2 separate regions of the Sus scrofa genome follow, and region 2 is linked to region 1. A link is a contact called in public HiChIP or PLAC-seq data. All regions are on one chromosome and are shown on one strand. Each heading gives the region's core, a stretch centred on a gene start, on an enhancer-like site or on the middle of the called end of the contact. The rest is flanking DNA. Distances are from core to core; before and after follow the strand shown. Region 1 has its middle 16 kb from the start of RHOH. Region 2 has its middle 17 kb from the start of CHRNA9.

Evidence for each region. HiChIP or PLAC-seq counts read pairs in DNA pulled down with a chosen protein or histone mark.
Region 2: an H3K27ac HiChIP or PLAC-seq map of alveolar macrophages shows a contact between it and region 1. The contact joins two enhancer-like sites. A contact is called at or near these places in 3 of 5 promoter capture datasets (fetal liver and liver), 14 of 47 Hi-C or Micro-C datasets (alveolar macrophages, blood, embryonic fibroblasts and 7 more) and 2 of 2 datasets of contacts at active chromatin or transcription factors (alveolar macrophages and skeletal muscle).

Annotation. Positions count from the first base shown.
Region 1 is chr8:31,302,103-31,307,521 of Sscrofa11.1, forward strand. No RefSeq gene overlaps it. Among named protein-coding and RNA genes, the nearest start is that of RHOH, 16 kb to the right of the region's middle. Within about 2 kb of position 2,804, at least 5 of the 83 cell types and tissues checked have an H3K27ac peak or open chromatin away from gene starts, as enhancers often do. A contact at or near this core is called in alveolar macrophages, where this site is marked.
Region 2 is chr8:31,423,577-31,428,995 of Sscrofa11.1, forward strand. No RefSeq gene overlaps it. Among named protein-coding and RNA genes, the nearest start is that of CHRNA9, 17 kb to the right of the region's middle. Within about 2 kb of position 3,330, at least 14 of the 83 cell types and tissues checked have an H3K27ac peak or open chromatin away from gene starts, as enhancers often do. A contact at or near this core is called in alveolar macrophages, where this site is marked.

The DNA of each region.
Region 1 (5,419 bases), core at 1,554-4,053:
TGTTTATGTTAAATAGTCTTAAGATAAATGAGAGTCACCTAATGAGAGCCTGGAAGTTGCAAAATTTCTCAGCAAAACCCAGGAGGTGGGGTTAGGGGAAGGGGAGTAGAAATGAAAGGCTTTCTGAAAGTATTGTCTTATTGAGGTGGAGGCAAAGTATGAGGAAATAGACTAAACTGGTGGATAAATAGTATCTTTTCACAGGCTAGTAATAAAATACGTGTATGGTGATGCATATTAAAAAAGAAAATAATCAGTAATGGAATGGGAAAGCATTAAATCATTTTGACATTATTGCGGGGAAAGGGAATAAATTATAACTTGATCATACTAATAAATATAAAGGAAAAAAGGGAATTAATGAAGCAAGTTCAATAGTAAGTATAAGCAAGAGAGAAGAAATAAATCAAGAGTATTAGCAATACTAGTAAATCCAAATGAGCTCAATCTTCCTATCAAAAGCCGGAGACTGCCACATTAAATTAAAAACAAACCCAGCTGTAGGTTGTCTACAAGAAACACACTTCACATAATAAAGAATTATTTTAAAATAAAGAGATTGGGCAAGCAATACCACATAAATGCAAATCAACCAACCAGAACCGGGAGAGGCAGTATTACTATCAAAGTGGAACTATTAATGCAGAGAAAAAAGAAAAACATTTTCTATATAACATATGAAGTATGTATCAAACAATGTAATAGTGAAATATTATAAGGACATAAATGTATGGACAACTAAATATATGTAAGGACAACATCATAAAAATAAAATTAGAGTAGGTTTTTATCTATTTATTTATACCTCTTTCAGAACTGGACCAGATCTAGTAGGGGAAAAATGAGAAAAACCATATGAAGATTAATATAATAACATATATGTGTTAATAAATATATACAGGATCTTACATTCTTCAAGCAGAGAATGCTTATTTATATTTTCAAGTGGCCATTGGCTATACATAAAAACTGGTCATAAACTTTGTCACAAAAAACGGTAAAATTTAAAGTAGAGATTTTTACAGGTTGTACTATTTGATGAAATTAGAAGTAAATTAATGAAATTAGAAATAATTTTTTAAAAGATAATTTAACCAATTATTTGAAATTTAAGGCTACTTTCCTATGATCACTTTACAGTATGTACAGGTGTCAAATCATTGTGTTTTACACCTGAAACTAATGTAATGTTGTATATCAATTATGCCTCAACAAACAAATACTGAAATGAAAAATTTGGGTAAAAACATCTACCCCAAAAAAGAGACTATCTCCTAAATACTCCTTGCTTCAAATTAGAAACTAAAGTTGAAATTGTAAACTAAAGTGAAAAAGGGAAATGCAACAAAACCAAACCTACAAGACCCAGTGAAATCTGTATGCAGACAAAGATTAGAAATATAAGAACTCAGGAGTCTTTGGTAGCTTAGGTTAAGGATCCAGTGTTGTCACTGCTGTGGCTCAGGTCACTGCTGTGGTGCATGTTCAATCCCCAGCCAGGCAATTTCCACATGCCATGGGGCAGCCAAAAGAAAAAAAAATAAATACAAGGACACTGTGTTCATCTTAAAAGATTAGAAAAAGAGGAATTCCCGTTGCGGCTCTAGCATCCATGAGGACTCAGGTTCGATCCCTGGCCTTGCTCAGTGGGTTAAGGATCTGGCATTGCTGTGAGCTGTGGTGTAATTTGCAGACGCCATGTTGTAGGTTGCAGATGTGGCTCGGATCTGGCATTGCTGTGGCTGTGGCATAGGCCAGTGGTTACAGCTCCGATTCAGCCCCTAGCCTGAGAACCTCCATATGCCTCAGGTACAGTCCTAAAAAGACAAAAGACAAAAAACAAAAAATAAAAAGACAAAAGTACACTCATATCTATTTATCCGCATTCAAGTATAAGAAAGAGCTAGTAGTAGATACAAAATGTGGAGAGTGAGTTTGGCAGTGTTGGGTGTGTACGTGGATTCTGGAGACAAAATTGAGAACAGTGGAAAGGGCTGTGATATGAACCAGGTGTTGTGAACTTCACAAGTGGCATTGTTTCTATGAAGCGCTGATAATTAAGATTGGGGAATTCCCTATTTTATTGTTTTTATTAACAGAAATAGACTTGAGTCAAAGTGATTCTCCCTGTTGTCACCCGGAAAGATAGTTTTGATTTTCTTGACGTTTCTCCTGAAATTTTATATTTGCTCTGCTATTACTTTTTCTTGTGTTGGTGTCATCGCTGGCCTATGGGGCCCATGTCGACGTAGTTACATCCACTTTATGGTTTCAAAATGTTGAGTCTAATTAGTGATACATGAGAGTGGAAGGATTACTTTCAGATATCTGAATGTTACAGTCCCTTTGGAGTAATCAGTATTGCTTTCTTTTTTGGAAACACTTTGGTACGTGTGAGCAAGGGATGTGGCTGTGCTTTTTAGCACTTATACATGGTCACTGATTAGCTACACCTTTCTTTCCTTGCTTTGCTTGTTTTTGGGTTTTCTCTAATCACTAATATTCTGAAGAGGTGGGGGAAAGGAAACGAATCTGAACACAAACCCAAGGACTGTTGCTTTGTCTGGAGGTCTTGGGTAAGGCTTGATTGCACGAGGCTGAAATCCACGCTGAAGTGTAAGTTGGCCAAGGAGTTCACTCACATCCCAGAACCACCTAGGGTCTGGGAGACCAGTGCCCTCCGAGACTGTGGATGACTCTCTTCCTCTTGATCCTTTAGGGATGGGCTCTCTTCCCAGTGGTAGCAATAATTCAGAATGGAGTTGTGATATATTTGAGGACCTTATTTCGACTTTACCACTAGGGGTCAGAAATTAGCCCATGAACCCGGCACGACTTCATCAAGAGTCCACTGGTAGATAAAGCTTTATGTAGCTTTCCTTTGTTTCCTACTTCTGATGAGGCACAGAATACTAATCAGATGGCTTTGAGAGATTAAAGGGAACCCCTGAATCTTTTTTTTTTTTGTATTTTTAGGGCTGCACCCACGGCATATGGAGGTTCCCAGGCTAGGGGTCAAATCAGAGCTTTAGCTGCAGGCCTATACCAGAGCCACAGCAACGCCAGATCCCAGCCGCGTCTACGAACTATACCACAGCTGAAGGCAACACTGGATCCTTAGCCCATTGAGCAAGGCCAGGGATTGAACCTGCAACCTCATGGGGAACCCTTGTGTCTTTTTTTGCACCAAATTTTAGCAACTGGCTTACCTGGAGTCTTCACTCTAATCCACCCTCAATCATTAACCTTAACATTTTTTTTTCTTTTGCCTACTCACTATATTTATACACACTATCATCCCAAAGTAAGAGTTCATTGTGGTGATACATCTAAAGATTACAAATAGAACAGAAAATGAACTAGGTAGACTTCTAATAAGTGTAGACAAGTGAACTCAGCGGACCTCATGCATTTTTGTGTTTTCATTGGAAATTGTTGACCATGCATATTTTTTCAGTGTGTATTTTTGGCCAGATGCTACCAATAAGATCATTTCCTCTTCAATAGCTATGTCGAGTTATGCATTAACTTAAATGATTGAGTTAATATGTCATGGGTCATTTAAGACATTGCAACTGTATTTCAAACATCCTCATTTTGTTCAGTGATTTTTTTTTTTTTACTTTATTTCCTCCTTGGTGTTTGGAAAGGGCTTGAAACTAGGGAAAAAGTGACATGAAATATATATTCTATATGTTTACAATTGAGAGATTTCATTTTTTTTTTGGAACTTGAGAATTCAATTTTCATATTTCAGCAAAAGCTGATGGGCATGTTTTATTTAGTGGTGTTCAGTGTGATGAGCTTATCATTTACACTGGGGTTTGATAGAGGCATTTAGATGTGTTTGGCCATCCTACTGGGTTGCAAATTTAGAGGTCTGGGTTTCCACTTTTCTCAACCTGTCTTCTGCCCTTGGCAAAGCCCTCCAAAATGAAGAACATGCTATCCTTGTCCGTGTCTGCTGTGGGCCGATCCCTGCTGCCGGGAACTAGACAGGAAGATGGGATTTGAGCTGCAGGAGAAGGCTGCCAGCCCCCCGGGGCAGGATGGGAGTGCCATCTTGTACCTTACCTATTGCTTCTGTGAGTGGTACCCCTGCTATCTTTGCTCCCAGGGATAGTGTTGGGTGATGATCTCCAGGCACCATGTCTGGTGATGTTTGGGCTTAATTTTGGATTGTCTCCTAAAATGTGACTGGGTGTTTTGTGTTGAATTTTATTCTCCTCAAATTCATATGTTGAAGTCCTAACTCCCAGTATCTACAAAATGATCTAATTTGGAGATGGTGTCTTTATAGAGACAATCAAGTTAAAATATGGTGGCTTGGGTGGTCCCTAATCCAATATACTGGTGTCCTTATAAAAAGGGAAATTTGGACAGAGATATGCATAGAGGGAATATAATGTAAAGAAACACAGGGAGGAGTTCCTGTCGTGGCTCAGTTGTTAACGAATCCAACTAGGAACATGAGGTTGCAGGTTCAATCCCTGGCCTTGCTCAGTGGGTTAAGGATCCAGCATTGCTGTGAGCTGTGGTGTAGGTTGCAGATGTGGCTCAGATCCCGCGTTGCTGTGGCTCTGGTGTAGGCCAGCGGCTACAGCTCCAACTCGACCCCTAGCCTGGGAACCTCCATATGCCGAGGGAGCGGCCCTAGAAAAGGCTAAAAGGCAAAAAAAAAAAAAAAAAAAAAAAGAAAAGAAACAGAGAGAAGAGGGCCATCTACAACTGAGATGGGTTTGGAACAGACCCTTCCCTCATGGACTCAAAAGAAATCAACCCTGCTGGGCCTTGGATTTTTATCTTGGACTTCTAGCTTCCAGATCCATGAATGATACATTTCTGCTGTTTTAAGCCGCCCAGTTTGTGGCACTTTGTTATGGCACTCCTAGCAAACTAATATAGTGGGTGTAGATCAATTCAATTCAGCTGTATTTAAGTCTGTGCAAGTGACCATTTCTCTACAACCTTCCTGACTATATTATAATCTCCCAATACCCCCAATGGCCCATATTCATGTTTGACGACTAAATGAATGAATGATTATATTGAATCCATCATGTTTTCTAAAAGCACCACTTAGTTTTCTCTGCAGGTGTCTTGGGGAGTAGGTCCCGTTGGCATTTCCCTGATGTTGTCTATTTGCTCCCCTAGCTCTGCATCTGTCTCCACCTGTATCTAGTTCTACTCTCACCATCAGCAGAGGGCATCCTTGCAATCAGGCCAACTTGCCCTTGAGCATTTTTTCAGAGTTTAGGAAAACTTGTCTGTAATCCCACCTCAGTTAAGTTGACTGAGGATATGTGACTTTTTTAATGAGACAAATTCTCTCATTACCTGTCCTCTGTGCCCGCGTTTGTGTCGTGTAAGATTTGGCTCTCTTTAAGGCTACCTCCAGTTATATCATTTTTTCTCCTAT
Region 2 (5,419 bases), core at 2,080-4,579, 120 kb after region 1:
GAAGCCGGCTTCCCTGCCAGAGGGAACGCCTCTGGCAGTTTACATCCAGGTTTGTTTTGTCTTCCTCTTAGGGCCGCCCTCCAGGGAGCCATGTGTGGCACAGGTATGTCCAGAGTAAGGTTAGGACCCAAAGCCCTCAGCTCCCACTGTCCTCCCACAGGGGACATCAGACAGTGCCAGCCCTCAAAGGAGGCAGGCCACGACCAAGGGCGCTGGGTGTGGGGAGGACGTTGACCTGCAGTCAGGAGACCCCCTGACAGGCTCTGGCCACTCTAATTGTGTATTGCATGAACATGTTTGGGGTGCCTCTTGTATGTCAGACACTGAGGAATAAGGTGATACAGAGGGTATTTAAGAGGTCCTCAGTCAGACTGGGGAGACAAGTACACAAACAAACAATTGGATACACGTTAGCAGAGAAACAGGTATGAAAAGCCTCAAGGGCGCAGAGGAAGAAGTACAGAATTCTACCTGGGGAGGTTGGGAAAAGCTTCATGATTAGATGACTCTCAAAATATCTTGAAAGAGGGGAAGCTGGGGGAGTTGCCATCGGGCTCAGCCAAAATGAATCCGACTAATATCCATAAGGACACAGGTTCAATTCCTGGCCTCGCTCTGTGGGTTAGGGATCCGTGTTGCCGTGCGCTGTGGTGTAGGTGGCAGATGTGGCTTGGATCCTGTGTTACTGTGGCTGTGGTGTAGGCTGGTGCTGTAGCTCCGATTCCACTCCTGGCCTGGGAACCTCCATGTGCCATGGGTGTGGCCCTAAAAAGAGACAGAAAAAGAAAAAGAGGAAGAAAGAGGAGAAGCTGTTCATGGGTCAGGCAAGGCAGGATGCCTGTTCCAGGCTGAGGAACAACCTGCACAACAAAGGCGTGGAGGCAGGAAGGGGGGCAGGCAATCCACCTTGTCTTTTTGTTTTTGTTTTTTTGGTCTTTTTAGGGCCGCACCTGCGGCATATGGAGGTTCCCAGGCTAGGGGTTGAATCGGAGCTGCAGCCTCTGGCCTACACCAGAGCCACAGCAATGCATGATCCGAGCCACGTCTGTGACCTACACCACAGCTCACGGCAACGCCGGATCCCCAACCCACTGAACAAGGCCAGGGATCGAACCCGCAACCTCATGGTTCCCAGTCGGATTCGTTAACCACTGCGCCATGACAGGAACTCCTTCCACCTTGTCATTAACCGTGTAGGGATGGCCTGACATGAGTCTGGGGGGAAGGCAGTGCTGAAAATATGAATGCCCTTGTCTCCTTAGGACGGTGCTTCATCGTGTGGATAAAGGGGGAGGGTGGGAGGGTTTCACATGGGAAGGGGGTTAATACACTCAGATTTGAAAATATCTGTGTAATGATGACATGAAGGCCAGACTCGAGGAGAAAGAGCCTGAAGCAGAGGGACCAGCCCTGAGGCAGGTGATCCCAGTAATCCAGGTCATAGTACCTGGTCATGGGTCAGGAGAGATAAGAAGGGTGGCATGGCTTTAACAGATGGGCATGATGAAGCCTGGTGACAGATGGGATGTGGTGGTGTAGGGGGGAGTCTAGGACACTCCCAGTTTGGGCATGGGATGATGAGCAGGCTGGCCCACTCACCAAAATCAGGAACACGTGAGGGGGCTATAGAAGAAGGTCGGGGGAAGGTGAATGAAATGTTGGCCATGTCTAAATTGCAGGTGGGCAGTTTCTGCTGTGGTGCAATGGGATCAGTGGCGTTTTTTTGCAGCCCCAGAGCACAGGTTTGATCCCCGGCCCGGCACCGTGGGTTAAAGGATCCAGCATTGCAGTAGTGGCAGCATAGGTTGGAACTGAAGCATATGTGGAAACTCCATATGCCTTGAGGCAGCCAAAAAAGAAAGAAAGAAAGAAAAAAAGAAAAGAAAGAAAGAAAAAATTGCATGTGGGACATCCAAGTAGAGCTGCCCAGTAAGTGACTGGTGTGTGGAAAGCTGAGCTCCAGGAGGATGCTGGTTTCTGATGGAGGAAGGCTGGCTCAGGCTTCTCTCTCTGCAGACATTCAATAAACATTGTTTGGAGTAGCTAATTAATGATTACAGGGCACTGGGAAAACAGAATGATGTTGCAATGTAAATGTGGATGCTCTTACAGTAATGGACTGATGGTTGCAGAAAAGCTCAGGCTAAATAACACTAATTTTTTTCCAGCTATAAATAGACCTTGTGCATTCGGGTTTTCAATTACACAGTGAAAAGAAATGCAGCAGCAGAAGCGAGGAAGAGGGGCAGAGAGCAGGCATCTTGTGCCTGCAGGGAACAAATGTTAGCGAGGTCCAGCCACAGTGGATAAGGCAGGGGTCTAATCTGGTGCAAAAGAGCTGAGCGTCTAATATCCTGGATTCAAGTACCATTTTCTCAGCTAACTGGTTAGGTGTCTATAATAGATTATCAGACATGTAATAAATGTTTGCTACCTACTTTTAGAGATACAGCCACAGTTTTAAGTTCATTCTAACCTCAAAACAACCTCATGATAGGTCCTTTATTATGCCTCCTTTGGAGATGAGTAAACTGAACACAAAGTTTAAGTGACTTACCCAAGGCCCCTCGGCTAAGAAATGGCGCTTCCAAGATTTGAATACAGTCTGAGCACAGAATCCTTTCAGAGGCAAACAAATAACTACTGTGTTATGCTGTCTAAAAAGAGGAAATATCACTTTGCAGTGGTTTTGGTTTCTTATCAGCTCACAAATTTTGTAAAGGGCAAGTGGCATGATTTACATTAAGGCCTAAGTCACAGGCATATTTTTTCATTGCATTCTCCCACAATCGGTCCTTCAAAGAAGCAGTGTTCAGAGTTCCTGTTGTGGCTCAGTGTGTTCACCCAACTGATATGCTTGAGGTTGTGGGTTCGATTCCTGGCCTCGCTCAGTGGGTAAAGGATCCCTCGTTGCTATAAGCTGTGGCATACGTCACAGACAAGGCTCAGATCCCCCATTGCTGTGGCTGTGGCTGCACTGATTCAATGCCTAGTGTGGGAATGTCCATGTGCCCCACTTGTGGCCCTAAAAAGCAAAAAAACAAAAAAACAAAACCAGTGTTTAATGGTTTGTTCCATATCTTTTCAGGGAAAGCTCTGGGAGTTCTTGTCCTTGTGTGACTTTGCCCTTACAGACCACAGCTGGCTCCCTGAGCAGCGTTGCCATTCCGCACTAGAGATCACTGTCTATTATATTCAGTATAATCATAATGACCATGTGCTTAGGAGTCTCTGGTTCCATCCCAGCTCTGCCACTTGGATGTGTCACTCGGCTATCTCCAAGCCTGCTTCCTCCTCTGTCCAACGAGATAATACTAACAACATCTTAGGGCTGGGCGGATTACAGTGGTATGGAGGTCATGACCAAGGCTAAGAGTCATCAAGGGCGCTGAGACAGAAATAGACATGGGAAATGGGGAAAGCACCTTCGGGAAGAAGGAACTGCAGAAGTCTCTTTGGGAGGGAACTCGGAGTGTCTGATACACTAAGAGACTCAGTCATACTGTCTTGTAAATTTATTAAGTAATTAGCATCCTTTAAAATTTTTAACAGTCAGTTTTTCCCTCTATCTGGAACATATATAACTAATAAAGCAACACTTATGATTAAAAAAATTAATTTCCCCCAAACATTGAAGCATTGATTGCAAGCCTAAATTACTTCTCTGATCCATCTAATTAAAATCATAACATGAACACATTGGATTTTCATAAATGCATCAAACACCTTAAAAAGCTGACAAAACACATGTTAATTATTGCAATAATTACATAAATTATCATGTAAAATGTATTTTTAAGTTACTACTACCATGGATTTAAGGTTATTTATTCGTTGCTATTGTTGGCCAATTTTAATTCTTATTTTTATTTTGTATCTTCCTGGAATTTCTAGTTCTGTATCAATTTGTGGTTGCGATAATCTATGCATCACCTCCCCCCCATACCAAGAGATTTCAGAAGAGCCAAAGTTGCAGATTCTAAGTTACCAAATGATTGATTCTTAGTGAGAAAACTAGACCTAGCAATTCAAGTCTGCGCCACGAGCCTTCAGGTTGAGCCTTTTAAAAACAATCAAAAAAAACAATCAAGTCTCATTTTTGATGTCTTGGAAATTTTAAGTCTTTTTTAAGTTCACATTGATTTTGAGGTTTGGAATCCAAAGGCAGATATTCTTTAGAATTTTCACAATCTATATTCCCCATCCCATAATTCAGTCATTTTAATATGTTGATCTGATCTGTTGATGTAATTGGCAATGTAGATATGCTTTATGAATACCTTATTAAAGTGATGGCATCATCTAGAGCCTGGCTACTCCAAGTGTGGCCCATAGATCACAGCATCGAGCATCATGTAGATGAAGAATCTCACTTCAGATCAGCAGGCTCAGAATATGCTTTTTTTTTTTTTTTTTTCCTTTTTAGGGCCACACCAGCGGCATATGGAAGTTCCCGGGCTAGGGCTTGAATTGGAGCTGCAGCTGTCGGCCTACGCCACAGCCACGGCAGCTCGGGATTTGAGCCACATCCACGGCCTATGCCCCAGCTTGAGGCAACATCAGATCCTTAACCCACTGAGCGAGGTGAGGGTTGAACTCACATTCTCACAAGACACTATGTCAGGTTCTTAACCCACTGAGCCACAATGGGAACCCCCTCAGAACATGCATTTTAACAAGACTTCCTGCTGTGATTTGACTGCATTTTAAAGTTGAGAAGCACTAATACAAAGAATTCATCTACCTGGAGATGAGGGAGCAAGCTTGCAGTTGGCATTCCTCTTTGGTTATGCAATTCATTTATCCTCTTGGAACCCCCTATCTCTCCCCTTCTTTTCTTATAGTTTGAGACTTTAACTGCTAAGACTTTCTGATACTTTGACCAAAAGACTGAAATCTTTTGGGCCTAGGACTGAATCTGAGGAATCCAATATTGAAGGAGGGGGTGGATGAGGGTGAATTTCCCAGAAATCTAGAAAACAAAAACCAAAAGCCAAGAAAGTTTGACCGTCACGGAACTCCGAAGCCAAGACCTTTCAAGGTCATATTTATCAGCTTCTCTTATTAAAATGACAAGCATGTGGTAAGCCCTCCGTAAACATCAGCCATGGTTCCTGTTGTTGATTAGTAGTAGTAATTTTTTTTTTTTTTTTTGGTGTTTTTGCCTTTTCTAGGGCTACTCCCGCAGCATATGGAGGTTCCCAGGCTAGGGGTTGAATCGGAGTTGTAGCCACCGGCCTACACCAGAGTCACAGCAACTCAGGATCTGTGACCTATACCACAGCTTATGGCAACGACGGATCCCAACCCACTGAGCAAGGCCAGGGATTGAACCCTCAACCTCATGGTTCCCAGTCAGATTCGTTAACCACTGAACCACGATGGGAACTCCTATTAGTAGTAATTTAAAAATGAAGAA